Regions from separate parts of the Pan troglodytes genome. Here region 1 is linked to region 2. The links are chromatin contacts, called in public Hi-C maps. All regions are on one chromosome and are shown on one strand. The core of a region is the stretch at or near the end of the contact, and the rest is flanking DNA. Distances in the headings are between cores, read along the strand shown. Region 1 overlaps NAV2 (neuron navigator 2). Region 2 overlaps NAV2 (neuron navigator 2).

Evidence for each region. A called contact is a pair of places that touch in the nucleus more often than the background predicts.
Region 1: a contact with region 2 is called in a Hi-C map of induced pluripotent stem cells, with 3 times the contacts expected there. The contact joins two enhancer-like sites. A contact is called at or near these places in 4 of 7 Hi-C or Micro-C datasets (blood, induced pluripotent stem cells and stem cell-derived neural progenitor cells) and 1 of 1 other capture datasets (stem cell-derived neural stem cells).

The regions. Positions count from the first base shown.
Region 1 is chr9:23,931,129-23,937,782 of NHGRI_mPanTro3-v2.0_pri, reverse strand. The region is part of intron 7 of NAV2 (neuron navigator 2); the gene reads right to left. Among named protein-coding and RNA genes, the nearest start is that of DBX1, 260 kb to the left of the region's middle. Within about 2 kb of position 2,687, at least 2 of the 24 cell types and tissues checked have an H3K27ac peak or open chromatin away from gene starts, as enhancers often do. A contact at or near this core is called in induced pluripotent stem cells, where this site is marked.
Region 2 is chr9:23,585,443-23,592,283 of NHGRI_mPanTro3-v2.0_pri, reverse strand. All of the region lies in intron 2 of NAV2 (neuron navigator 2), which reads right to left. Among named protein-coding and RNA genes, the nearest start is that of NAV2, 210 kb to the right of the region's middle. Within about 2 kb of position 5,518, at least 9 of the 24 cell types and tissues checked have an H3K27ac peak or open chromatin away from gene starts, as enhancers often do. A contact at or near this core is called in induced pluripotent stem cells, where this site is marked.

The DNA.
Region 1 (6,654 bases), core at 1,438-3,937, 350 kb before region 2:
ACCCCTCTCTGTGCCATGTACGCTTTGCAGTGTGACTTTGCAGCTCCTCCTTCAGTAGGTGGAATCTGTTTCCCAATCACAAGAATTTCGGCAGGTCACGTGACTAGGTTTGGCCAAGAGAATGAAGACAAAAACTGGTGTCCTCTTTCAGAGCTTAGGCCTCAAAGGGCCTTGTACATTTCAACTCTCTGCCTTGGCACTCACCTACCACCAGAAGAATAGCTTAGACCAGACTGCTGGGAGATGAAAGACCATGTAGAGAATTCTGAGTTGTCTCACCTGAGGCCATTACAGATCAGCCAGCATGCAGTCAATGTGCCAGATGCCCTCAGACATAGGAGCAGGCCCAGCCGAGACCCCCTGAAGCTGGTGCACCTTAGCAAGACCGTCCCATCAGCCTTGGGCTTGTAAGAAATCATACGTGGCTATGATTTGAAACCATTCATTTTGAGGGGCTGGGAAGATAGGGGTGAGTAAGGCACCTGCTTCACCAAACTTATCAAGATGAGAGGGTCCAAAAAAAGGTTTGCTCCCACAAGTTTTATTATTATCTATTTCCTAGGCAGTAACAGGTTTGAAGATGTTCTGGGGGAGGTAAACACTACTTGTGTTGGAAGGTATGAGCCTGAAATGGTTCAAATTGTGGCTAAAAGAGCAAAAGCTTGGAGTCAGGTGACCTAGGTAAGAATCCTTGCCCTAGCACATATGTCCTATATGGAAAAGTCCCTCTCCCTCACAGGTATTCACTGGTTTTCACTCCAAGCCAGATGAATTTAACATAAGCCAAATTAATCCTGGCCCCCTAAGAAGGTTCATTACTGAAGGTCAGAGCCTCATTCATGCACGAACAACAGGACAGACTGAATGAGTCTCTAGTATACAGAAATAGTTAAAAATAGGGCCCAGTTTCTTCCCTACAAGGTCGAAATTACTGGCTCTTCCTGGACTCTGTCCCTGGTTTTCCTTAATGAATACTGCCCCCTACAGCATGTCAGTGAAATAGATTTTTAAAAAAATAATTTGCATGAACATTCCTATCTGGCTCTTAGATGAGGGCAAGGAATTATCCAAGTGTTAAATGGTGGAAACCACACATGCGACTTCTCATGAAGTAGCCATGATTTCTTCTGTGTGGCACCCATCCTTGCCTGTGAACTCTCTGATGGCCTCTGAGCATGAACTTGGCAAGTTCAAGACAATTTAAGTGAAGTTAAGGGAGAAATCTTCTCAAGAATGTGAATGGAGCAAAAGAGGTCATCACAAATGCACACAGGCATATCCACACAAGATGCAGTCTTTTTCCAGCATACAAATGAATCCTAGAGTACAAGTAGCACCCTCAAAAATAAAGCGCATTTTTGGAATGAATGAATACTTTTAAGGGAACCAATCCAAAGGTGGGGTTTTGGGAACTCTAATAAACTGTGGGGATATGTGTGAAATTACTGAGGTGGAGGAGACTCTTCCAGAACAAATCACACCAACTTTACCCTTGCCTGGGGTAATTAAATGCTAGATTTGCAAGCAATCTTAGAGAAAATCTATTCCAACCTACCGGCTATTGTAAGAAACCTCACCTGTAGCATCCCTAGCAAGTGATGATCCAGCCTCTATTTGAATACCTCTGGGGTCAGGGAACTCACTACTCTCAAGAGAGCCTATTCAACTGTGAGAAGACAAATGTGAAAAGCTCTTTTCACAATATACATATGGAGCCAAAGTTTGCCTCCCTGTATTTTTTTTACTTTTACTCCCTATGTCCAGAGAGAGAAGAAAAAAGCTAGTTCAGGATATAGATCTTCATTTGTGCAAGGGAACTGGTTTCTGTCCATAACACTGTTTTCAAAAACATCCTTTATTTCCAACCATTGTGTGGGAGAATGGGGATCGTGGGCACAATGGACCCTGCAAACTTTGGCTATGGGTCTCACCCTGAAGAGGTTGTACCTAGTCCAGAGAATTAAGTTTCTACCTAATCCAGAGAATTAAGTTCATTCATAGTACCCCTCTTTTTTTTTTATAAGAGCAGTTACCACAAAATGTAACGATACTGTTTGCATTTGTTTACTGTCTCTTCCATCAGACTTTAAGTTCCATGCAGGCAGAAATAATCTGCTTTTTCACTTTTGAATACTCAGTGACTGGCATAATGCTTGGTACATAGAAGACATTCAATAAATAACCTCAGACACATGAATATATGAAGGACTGAATTCCAAGTACACAAATGTATAATAAATAAGGGAGAGAATCATTTATTCCACACTATACAGTCTGGTTTAGAATTATTTGCCTCTTAAAAATGGAACCAAATCTAGCATACCCTTTTTGCAGCAAAAATCAACTAGTGCCTTCAAAAATCCTTCTCCTTAGGGCTAAACCTGATCCTTGAATCCACCAGCTGGCTGCCTGCCCACGTGAGTGGGTGGACGGCTTTGTGAAGACCAATTTTAGCTCAGGCCTGCTGTCAGTTCCTCACCACTCAAGAGAAAGTCTTTCCACTAGGCCACATGAACCTGATCACACCCACACTGTGGGTTTTCTCCACTTCACATACATTCTCCTAAATTGAGGAAACAAATGTGGGGAGGCCCTGTCTGGAAGAAAGCATTTAGACAGTCTGCAAGTTATTATCCTCCCAAGCACAGTGCCTGAGAATGCCAGGCTAGAAACCAAGGATCCTCTAGGAAACACACACAAAACTTGGGCAGTAGGGGGCAGCAGTGACTTACAGTCCTAGGCTGTCCTGGAGCCAAAGGACTTTTTTTTTTCCTTAAACTTTTCTTTTTCCAAGCTATGTAATTATAGCTTCCCCACTCCACATTTAGATTTCCCACTCCACATTTGAGAAGAATGCTGTGATTCTCCAACTCTGAAAAAGGCAAAGGGAGCATTAGATGTTAAGAGGCTGCCTTTACCTTTGCTCTTATGAAGGAAGCAGGCCAGGCCATTGATTTCCATCAGCAGTTGTTATCTGTGCATTGTCCACAAAGTTTGGGGAGCCTTGCCATCATAAAAACTAGCATAACCACTGCTAAGGAATCATGGCAGGAGCTCCTAGGACACTAAGAATGTGAACTGTGTCCATGAGGCCTTGGCACAAACCAGCGTGTAGCATGACCATTCGTCCACAGTGTGTGACACCTGCAAATGGCCCATGTGTCACTCTCACCACCAAGTAGATATACCATGACCATTGTCTCAGATATTCTCATTGCAACCCCGATACCTTCATCAGGAGAAGATGGCTCCCTGGCACGTGGGCTACACACTGGTATCCCAATGAAATGCACACGTTGATGGAATCACAAAGGCAAGCTGCAGCTAAGAAACAAGCACTTTATTTGCGAGAGTCACTGAAGCCTGAGGATGTCATGTCCTTGGCCCAGAGAGGCAGCCAAGTGCACATTCACAAGAAACTCCTCAGTAAGTAGTTGCAGCTACCTGAGCTGCCAGGCTTTACTGTTCAGGGTCTCTCTCCTCATTCTGACCAGCACTCCATGCTTGCACTTCACATTGTGAACATGGGCTACATATGCTCACAGAAATGTTAGCTTCATTTATCCCAAAATGTATGTATCTTCTCATGCTGTTGAACACTGTCAAATACCTAAACTTGGAGGAAATAAACTTTTAAAGAGGACCTTAAACTAAGGAATGACTAAACTAAGTCCTGACTACAGATGAGAGCTTGATAAAAATGACTATTATGAGAGCACCCAGAAATGTAAATACTTCCCCCTCCCAATGATCCTTGAAATGAAACTGAATTCATGTATGTGTGATAGTTTCCTCGTAACAGATGGAAGCAAGAGAAATGCTGAGATTTATCATCTGAAGATCGGATGAACATCAACTAGTCATTTTCAATTCCTGAGACAAGACTAATCAAATAGATCGTTCATCTTTCCAAATGATTTATTTTCTCTTTTTCTCTACTCCCTGTTACAAAAAGCCAGGTTTATTGTATTTTAGAGAAAGGTTATATAGCAGAACCATAAGTTCACACATTGGTTTTGAAATGTATCCATATTTAGAGACAAACAAACATGGTGGCATTCTTCTTCTCTGTGAAAAAAGGAAGGCTTCAGTATTAAAGGTTATTAGTTTCACACATTAGAGGGATTTTTGTGTCTCCTCTTCTGAAGACTCTTTTAAATTACACAGTAGATCAAGAAAATGACTCCCAAAGGGGGCGAAAGACTGCACCGGATACAATTTCTTTCACCTTGATGTTCGACTGTAATGCTTGAGGTTAAGGACAAAAGCTAGGGTGGAATAAGGGCAGTTGGGCACATCACTCAGGTGCCTCTCTAGGCAGCTTTAATAGTGCTCGCCCTTCCTCTGAACAGGACAGTGCTCTCCTCCACATAAAGTACCACCAAGCTCTGCAAGTGCCAAGGAGACAAAGAGCCAAAAGGTGATTCTCCAGCTAGGGCAAGGTGAGCCAACTTCTCCCTCAGAGCACCTCTTTGTCTTGTATTCCCTCTGCTCCCCTATTTAGACCTCAAAGGGACACTTTCTTTTTAATATTGCCAGTCTAAGGAAGAATCTGTTAGCTCAGCAGAAACAAGACAGCAATGAAAATGTAAAAATGAAAAATGCAAGAAAGAACTTTGCTAAAGGTTAGTGAGGCAATAGCACAAAGCCAAAAGAAAGTAAGACCTATGCAAGTAGTTAAGTCTACCCAGTGTAAGTTGCTGGTTCTCAGAATAAATTTCAATATGTATATGACAAAATGTATACATACATTTAAATGATTCCCCATTTATTAATCTCCTGCTATGTGCTAGGCATTTGTCTGGGTGTCTTACTATATTACCTCCATTCCCCATAACAATGTACTACAAAGTAGTTGCTGAGAATTAAAGGGCAATTAAAAGGGAGTGTTCTCTTTTCTCGCTCTGTTGCCTAGGAGGAAGTGCAGTGGTGTGATCTCGGCTCACTGCAACCTCTGCTTCCCAGGTTCAAGCGATTCTCCTGTCTCAGCCTCCCACTTAACTGGGACTACAGGCGTACGCCACCACACCCAGCTAATTTTTGTATTTTTATTAGAGACAGGGTTTTGCTCTGTTGACCAGGCTGGTCTCAAACTCCAGACCTCAAGTAATCCTCCTGCCTCCGCCTCCCAAAGTGCTGGGATTACAGGCGTGAGTCATCATGCCCGGCAGGCGGTGTTCTCTTTTAAAGGTAACCAAGAAGTCCTGCTAAAACTAGGGTTCTCAAGCTCCAGTGCCTTAAGATCTCGTGGGTGTGAAATGTAAACTTCTAGGCTTTTATTCAAAAATATGAATTAGAAGGACTCAGTTTGTAATGCCTGGGGATTTGTCTTTTTAGCAATTACCTCAAGGGATGATGAGATGGCTCATGAATCACACCTTGAGAGACAACAGTCTAGAGTTTTAATTGGATTATGCAAAAAATGAGAAAGAATGCTTCACATCTAACTTTCTCCCAACATTAGGGCTATAGAAGCCTGTTGCCACTTCAAAGATAAATCAACTGAATCTCTGAGAGGTAAGATAACTTGCTGTTGGAAAAGGATTAACAAAACCCTTCCCTCTTTTGGATGAGAATTTGACCTTGGATTAACTTGCTAACTGTTCCCCTGGAAATGTGATAAAGACAGAATGCCCACTATATTACTAAGCACATTGCTTATGGTAAAAATGACACATCTGGATGGGAAAAACCATAAATGAGGTATAAATACTTCCTGAGGACACCATCATTTTGAGCTTCTCTGAGTTCTATGACAATTGATTGGGCCTAATCCTTGTGGGAACCCTAGAATTTATACTTATGGGGCTGTTACATACTCCCTTGGGATATGTGACTTTTAAGCTGGACGGACTTGTGCACCTGCCCTATTCAAGTCTTATTACCTCACACCTGAGCTGTTACCTGGGGATGCAGGGGTACAGCACTAGAATGGTGCTAAGCATGGCCTGTGATGGTCTTTTGAGGGTCATCCTGAGCAGATGCATTGGTGACCATGACATTTGGCCAGAGCCATACTTCTGGGAAGCGGCAGAGCAAATACTCAAACGCGGTGGTCTGCCTTCACAGTACTTGCTTTCTCTTTGATTGCAAGGCCCCAAAACTCCTCTCCTGAGATAACTGAACACTGGCCCCAAGACTTTGATACAACTTCTTGTTTATTCCTCCAGTGATCTGTGAAGTCCCTAAATTTGGCAGCATCTAATCCATCCTGCCTACTTAGCCTCAACAGGTGGTCTAACTGGTCACTGAGTTCCATTCCAGGCAATATCCCAGACAATTCTTTAAATTCAATGATGCCACCTTGGTTCACACCTCTAGGTTGGCTTTCTAAGCCCTTTGACAACTATGGGTTCTAGCTAGAAGGTCATAATAACATCACAGCTGATTCCCAAAAAAAGATGGCTATCACCCACTCTAACCAACCGACACCTAAGCTCTCCCTGGCCTGGGATAATAGCTCCAGCAATGACAAAGACCAAGGGAGGCCCTACCCCACCACAGAAATGATCTTGCAGAAGTTTACACTCTACAAGCCCTCCATAGAATATGAGTTGAATAACACAGTGAACCCAGCAGATTTGCTGTCAGATTAACACCCAGATCAGAAAGGGTAGGACAAGTCATTCTTTCCCAGCCTTCCTTTTCTCTAAG
Region 2 (6,841 bases), core at 4,269-6,768:
GCAAGTCACTCATCTCATCAAGAGGAGAGGCCTATGTCTCTTTTCCTTAAATCTGGGCTGGCTTTGTAACTTGCTTTGACTTATGGAATATGGTAGAAGTGACTGCTGTGCCAGCTCCCAGGCAAGGCGGTAAGAGGCTGGTAATGGCCTTTAGTTCCCTTGGAGTCCTGGGCCACCATGTATAGGGCAAACACACTTGACAGCAATAACATAAACATACCCTGAGAATGGCCCTGTATGGCACCTGTGTGGGACTTGAATGTGTGTTCCGAGACAGGGAATCCAGGGATGGCCAACACAGACATTCATTCCTTGTCTATGAGAAAACATCCGAGCCCCCGGCCTGTCCCATGGAACACAGGCTGTACAGGGGATTGAAGCCCCAGGTTTTGGGTTAAGTGAATGTTGCCAGGTGCAGGTCATTCAGGGTGGGTGTTAAGTGAAAATGCTCTATAAATTGCATGCTGTTCACAAGCAGCTGTGGCTTTTCTGCCTAGCCTGCTGCCATTGGGCCATAGGAAGGTGGTTTGACTGTCCAGTCCGCTGCCACTGGATTCTCTACCCTGTACATAAGCCCCTAGTCACAACCCATGTCTTGTTTGTTGGCTCTGGGTCTCTTTTTCAACCTCTTGAACCTGATGACTTCCCCATTGAGGTGAGTAGGGGTTTGGCACAATGCCATGTAAAACCATTCTGACTCTCATGCTGGAGAGAGAGGCCCTGCCAGCCTTTAGCTGAGGTGCCATGCATTTGAGGAAGCCCACTTGGCTCATCCAGCCCTACTGGAAATGCCCAGCCAACATCACATGAGGAAGCGAGTTGCTGTCCCACTGAGCCCTGCCCTAATTGCAGAATCGTGAGCAAATACGTAGTTGTTTCGGGTTGGTTTGTTTCGCAGCAATAGATAACTGAAAAAGTACCTAATGTGTATTCATTTAGTCCTCATATCAACCCCATGGAGAAACTGAGGCACAGAAAACTTAAGTAAGTTACCTAATAAATAACAGCAGGTTTTAAATACAAATAGGCAAACTATCCAGAGCCCACCACGTTTATAAGCACCACGTTATACTGCCCCTTCATAAAAAGAGCAGCACCTCTCAGAGTTATTAAAGAGATCGTCCCTCCCCTACGTTCATCCCACAAGAGCACCCCATCTTCCAAAGAGGAGGCTCCACATGGACTCACATGATATTCACCAGACGAAGTGCCCTCTGTCATTCTGGCTCGATGCTGCCCCCACGTGGCCACTGACTGTCCAAGCCTTCCGTTTGGACACATCCTGACTGCAGGAATGCAGCTTGAGAATCTGCCATCCCTTCAGCCACCTCTTGATCCCACCCTATGCTTCTCAACTGGAAGTGCAGCCCCAGTTCTGTTCTGTGTTCGGTGTGGGTCCCATTTTAGCCAAGGCTTTTCGCGTTCACTGCTTATAGGGAAGCATCCCACCTGAAGCTCAAGTTGAAGTGTGTCTACGTGACCACATGAGCACTGATAGGGCCCCTGGGAGACAGAATGTCCCTGCCTAAGCCATCAGCAGACTTGTGGCGACCAGAAGTTCCAGTTTTCTCATTCAGAGCCTAGAGTACCATCGATTGTCCATGAATTGCATAGACAACATTTAATCAAGGGCAGATGTACTTCAGCAGGAGAAACATTCATGTGAAGAGATTACTTCACAGTGGCTAAAATAAATCAATTCTACAAACAAAACATTCAGTTTACTCATCATAAGCCATAGATTGCCAGGCTCAGTGGATCTAACAGGTAAGAGTCTGGGTTTGAATGATACACCTCGGTTCAAACTCTGGTTCCATCATTTGCTGACTGTGTGACCTTGGACAAGTCTCTTAACCTCCGTTGGCATCAATGTCTTCATTTGCCAAATGGCTACATTAATACCATGTCTCTTGTGGAATTTAACCTGCGGGTTAAATGATATGGCATCTGAGAGCACTTACTGCCTTATCATCCAGTGATCTAATAAGCCTGAATTATATTTTCTTTGTTCATTTGCTTATTTAATTTTAAAATTCCTTGGTTATTTTACATGATAGAAGCAATGCATGTCTATTATGTAAAATTTTGGAATTAGAGAGAATAAAGAGAAAGAAGTAAAGAACTCTGATACAGGGATTTTTAAAATCAGGGTCCATAAATCCCCTAGAAGACTAGTAAGAATTTCAGAGAGTACATGAACTTGGATAGGAAAAATGACGTTTTTATGTCATGATCTAACCAAAATACAGCATGGTCATTTATTATGAATTTTGGCATCAAATAACAGTAGTTTTAGCTATATAGACAACTTTGTCACTGACAGAAACTTAGACATTTTTATACCACATTTTAGCTATTGCATGTAATTTAAAATATTACTTGAATTCATCACTACCTTATAGGTATAGTAATTGTTTGATCTTCTGCTAGATCGTGTTACTTAAGGTATTAAAAAGAAGCACATATATTGAAAAATTATTTTAACATTTTGATATCTGTATTTCAATATTATTGGTTTTCTTTGAAATTCTATGGTTTATATTTCAGGCATTTAAAAACATGCTGGTAAGCCCATAGGCTCATCAAGCTGCCAAAGGTGTCTGTGGCACAAAAAGGGTTAAGAGATCCCTGCTGTGGTTCCTCCAGCCAAGCCCATGAGCAGTTCAGATTTTCCTGCCACCCTTTAACTGTTTACTTCGTTCATATTGTTGCAGTCAGGTTGTATAGTATAATTTTGTAGCCTGTGTTGCTAACCATAAACATGTTTTCACATTGCTTCTTACACACATAATTTTTAATGGTGGCATGATATTCCATTTTGTTGATGCACCATAATTCACATTCCCCTGTGGTTTACCATTTACAATGGCTTGAACCTGTCACTTTTACAAATGACATTAGGATGAGTATCTTCTCTCATAAAGGATCTCCTGTATTTTAGATTATTTCCTTAGGCAAGATTCCCAGCAGTGGCAGAGTGAACATTTTCAAGTTGCTGACACCCTTCCTGGTCCCCGGGGAGCTGCAAGCACATGGAATCAGCACATGGAGGATTGAAGAAGAGCGAAGGCTTTGAAAGGAGGAGGGAAGGGAGGCTGAGGAGGAGAAAGATAAATGGGAGGGCAGGGTCTGTAGGGAGAGGTGCACAGGCTGTGACCCACTCAAGGGTGTCCAGCCAGGTGATAAGCACAGGCTGAACTCTAGTCAGGCTCTGCTACCAAGCTGTGCACTCAGGCTGGGGCTGGGGCTGGGGCTGGGTGGGCTCGAGGAAGGTACATCTTCTTCCAGGCACCATGGGAGCAGAGGAATTCACTATTGCTGAGAAATTCACTATTGTTCCCTGGTGGTGGCATCTTCTTGGGGTCTCCAGGACATACAAACCCCACACCCTCAGAGAATGCTAGAAAGAAGGAGCCACATTTTCAACCTAGAGTCCCCGAACCTTTAGTACCTGGGAAGGCAAAAATCTGGGAAGGCAAAAATGTGAGCAATGTTTACTTCCAAAACAGCTAATAAAACTTGAACATTGACCTTCAATAAGGCCTCCCCATGTAAAACTCATACGGGTTGGAGTTCACTGCTGCTTGTTGTTTCTTATGAGTACACAGTGATTGGAGTGGATGCTGTGGTGAGCTGCCCAGAGCCCCCCAGGTCTGGGAGTGTTGGCTGCTGTTGGTTTATGGCTAGTCCGTCCCCAGGAATTGCACTGGATAAAAGAGCTGCCTTGCCCAAGGTGATAGCCCTTGCCTGATTCATGTGGGAGTGCACAGGCCTGGCCTGCTTTCCCCAGTGGGGACCACTCTGCAGCTCTTCCCAGCCCCAGACCTACCTGGGGACCAGCTGAGGCCTTTGTCGTGCATGTTTCATGGTTCCACCTCTCCCTCTGCCAGCTTCTGCTTCCCCACCTCATTGATGGCATTACCAGCACATGCCCCAATTTCCTGTACATTGATCCCTGTCTCAGAATCTGTTTATCGGGGAACCCAATCTAAGATAGTCACATATCTTGTTTACTCAAAACTGAAAAGGAATAAATTATTACAACATACATACATGGGTAGATAAGATTTTTTTTTTTTTTTTTTTTGCAAAACGTGGTATGTATGAGATAGAAACCCCATTTTTAAAAAATTTATTTATCTTTAATTTTTTTTTTCGGAGTTTCGCTCTTGTTGCCCAGGCTGAAGTGCAATGATGCGATCTCAGCTCACTGCAACCTCCGCCTCCCGGGTTCAAGTGATTCTCCTGCCTCAGCCTCCTGAGTAGCCACCACGCCTTGCTAATTTTGTATTTTTAGTAGAGATGGGGTTTCTCCATGTTGGTCAGGCTGGTCTCGAACTCCCGACCTCTGGTGATCTGCCTGCCTCGGCCTCCCAAAGTGGATAGAAAACCATTTTTAAGAAATGTCCTTGCTGGCAAAAACACCACCACCATAAACAACCATCTAATTCATCCTTACCTACTCCCTCATTTTATAGACGAGAAACAGAACCCTGGAGGACAAGTGGCCTGAAAGTCACAAAGCCCACAAACAGCAGAGCTAGAACACAAAGCCAGACCAGCAGTGTTTCCATTCCTTGAGGCGCCTCTACTAGCTTTGGGTTCAGGGCAACGCATTTTCTAACAAAAGCCTACCCCATGAGTGGGGAGGAGCTGGGCAATGGAGCCTGGGGTCTCCCCCAGAGGGTTAGACACTTCCTGCTCTCTAACATCCAGAGACAAATCATAAACTGTAAGGTTGGCCTAGTGTGGGCATTGGCATCAGACAGCCCAAACTCAATCCTGGCTCTGCTATTGGCTAGCTGTGTGGCTTTGGCACAGTTGATTTACCTCTCTGAGCCACACTGTCCTCATTTCTCAAATTAAAATTCTAAATTCTAATTATCAGAGTTGCTTTCTGAATAAAGTAAATGCCTGCACGTAGATGTCATAGCACGATTTCAGGCCCTTAGAAGACTCTAACCCAGCATTAGTTCCCTCTGGCCACCTTTATTTTGTGTTGCCTCCTGGCTTAGAGCGCAGAATTTCAAAAACAAAAAACGAGAGAGAGCTCCCACAACTTTTCAGTATGAAATGCTCTGTCCCCTTCTCTGATTGCTAGGGGAACAGAAAGCAGCCTCTTTTTCTACTGGGCGTGAAGCCCTTTGAGTCCACCCAAACTCGCCAGCAGAGGGCAGCACAATTCTGCTAAAAGCCCACGAGGGGTTTGCCACCCATTCTGGGCCTCCACCATCTGATGACTTCCCGGCTGGCACAGAGAGGCTGGTGCTGCCTCTGTACCTCTCCTCAGTCTGGGTCCCTGGAGCCCTGGCAGCTGTGGTGTGTCTCCCCAGAAAGGGAATGGCCAGACCTGCTCTGCAGCAGCAAAGGCTGGATTCAATTTGCAATGCCAAGGCATATTTGCATGTGCTCTTCTGTTAAATACATCAGTTTGTTACAAACAATACTTCCCAGAGGTGAAGATGCAAACCAGGCTGAGGCCACCCGCAGCCCAAGCTCCCATTTCCTAGGCATTGAAAATCGGCTGGTCAGTGCCTTCCCTGGCTCATCCTGGGGTGATGGGGAGGGGAGAGAGGTGTGTGTGTGTGTGTGTGTGCGTGTGTGTGTGTGTGTGTGGTCTGCATTACTGTATATTGGTACTCCGATGAAGGCTCTGAGGCCTGGGTGGGCATCCCCAAGGGGGAGGATGAACTAAAGCAGGGGTAGGCCCCCATATCTCTCTTACTCCTTCCAAAACGAGCTGGGAAGAACCCCAGGAACAGAATCCGCACATTTCCCCTGACTTCAGAGAGCCCTGCTCAAGACAATGAAATTAACAAGTGAGAAGCCCAAGATTAGGGGTGGGGCTGTTGACCTCCTGTATCTCTGTCTCTAGATTTCCAGGAATTTTTGGGCTTTCTAGACAAAGGTTCTGGCTTGAAGGTCCATCTGGGCTGGAGATGGGGCTGTGCATTGAAAGAATGCTGCCCTCCCAAGAGTCCTTCTGAGCCCGGCTCTTGCAAGGGACCAGGAATGCCTCTCCTCACCAAGGGACATTTTCCTGCACAAATGTATCCATGGAGAGCATGTTACACAGCCATGCTGAGACTGGAGGCAAAACCTGCCTTCCTTTTCGCTCCACAACTGCAGAGGACAAGAAAAAGAATTTCAGCTTACGCGTTCCTTTCCCTGCCTTGAGAAGGATGGTCTCAGCACCCCCATCCAGCTCCCCCCTCCCCCCCCCCCCCACACACACTCACACACACTCTCTCACAATGCAATGTTAACGCTAAAGAAGTAAGCAAATTCCTTGGTGGGTGGAACTGCTGCCCAGGAAACAGCCCCTCGGAGAGAGCTACTTTAAGGCAGAAAATCCTCACAGCACGCTGGCCAATGAATGCTGTTCAGCTCTTTTACACTACAGCGCTGAAATAATCTTTTTTTCACTTTCTCTCCAAAATGCCTATAATGTCTGTGAGGCTGAATAATTTACGGTCCTACCGTCCTTCATGTCACAGAGTGGTTCCACTTAATGTTGTTCCATGGCCTTGTGACAAATGGAGTTTTTCTTGTGTTCTTTGACCCAAATGGGATTCAGGCTGGGGAGCTTCTGCTCGGTCTGGGTGGGATGGGAGAAAAGTGAGGAGGAGGGGAGAGGGTGGCTCCTGTGCCGGTGGCCACAGGGCCCAGCAGGACAGGCCCTGGGCTCCACGCCCCTGAGCCCCGATGGAACAGCCCCTGGGTTTCTGGGAATTGATTCAGAGAAGTGTAGAGAGGCAGAGTGGGGAGGCTGAACACTCAATGACTGTAAACTGTGAATTCCCTGCAGACGCCTCACACGCCTCCCCTCTGGTGTCTCCAT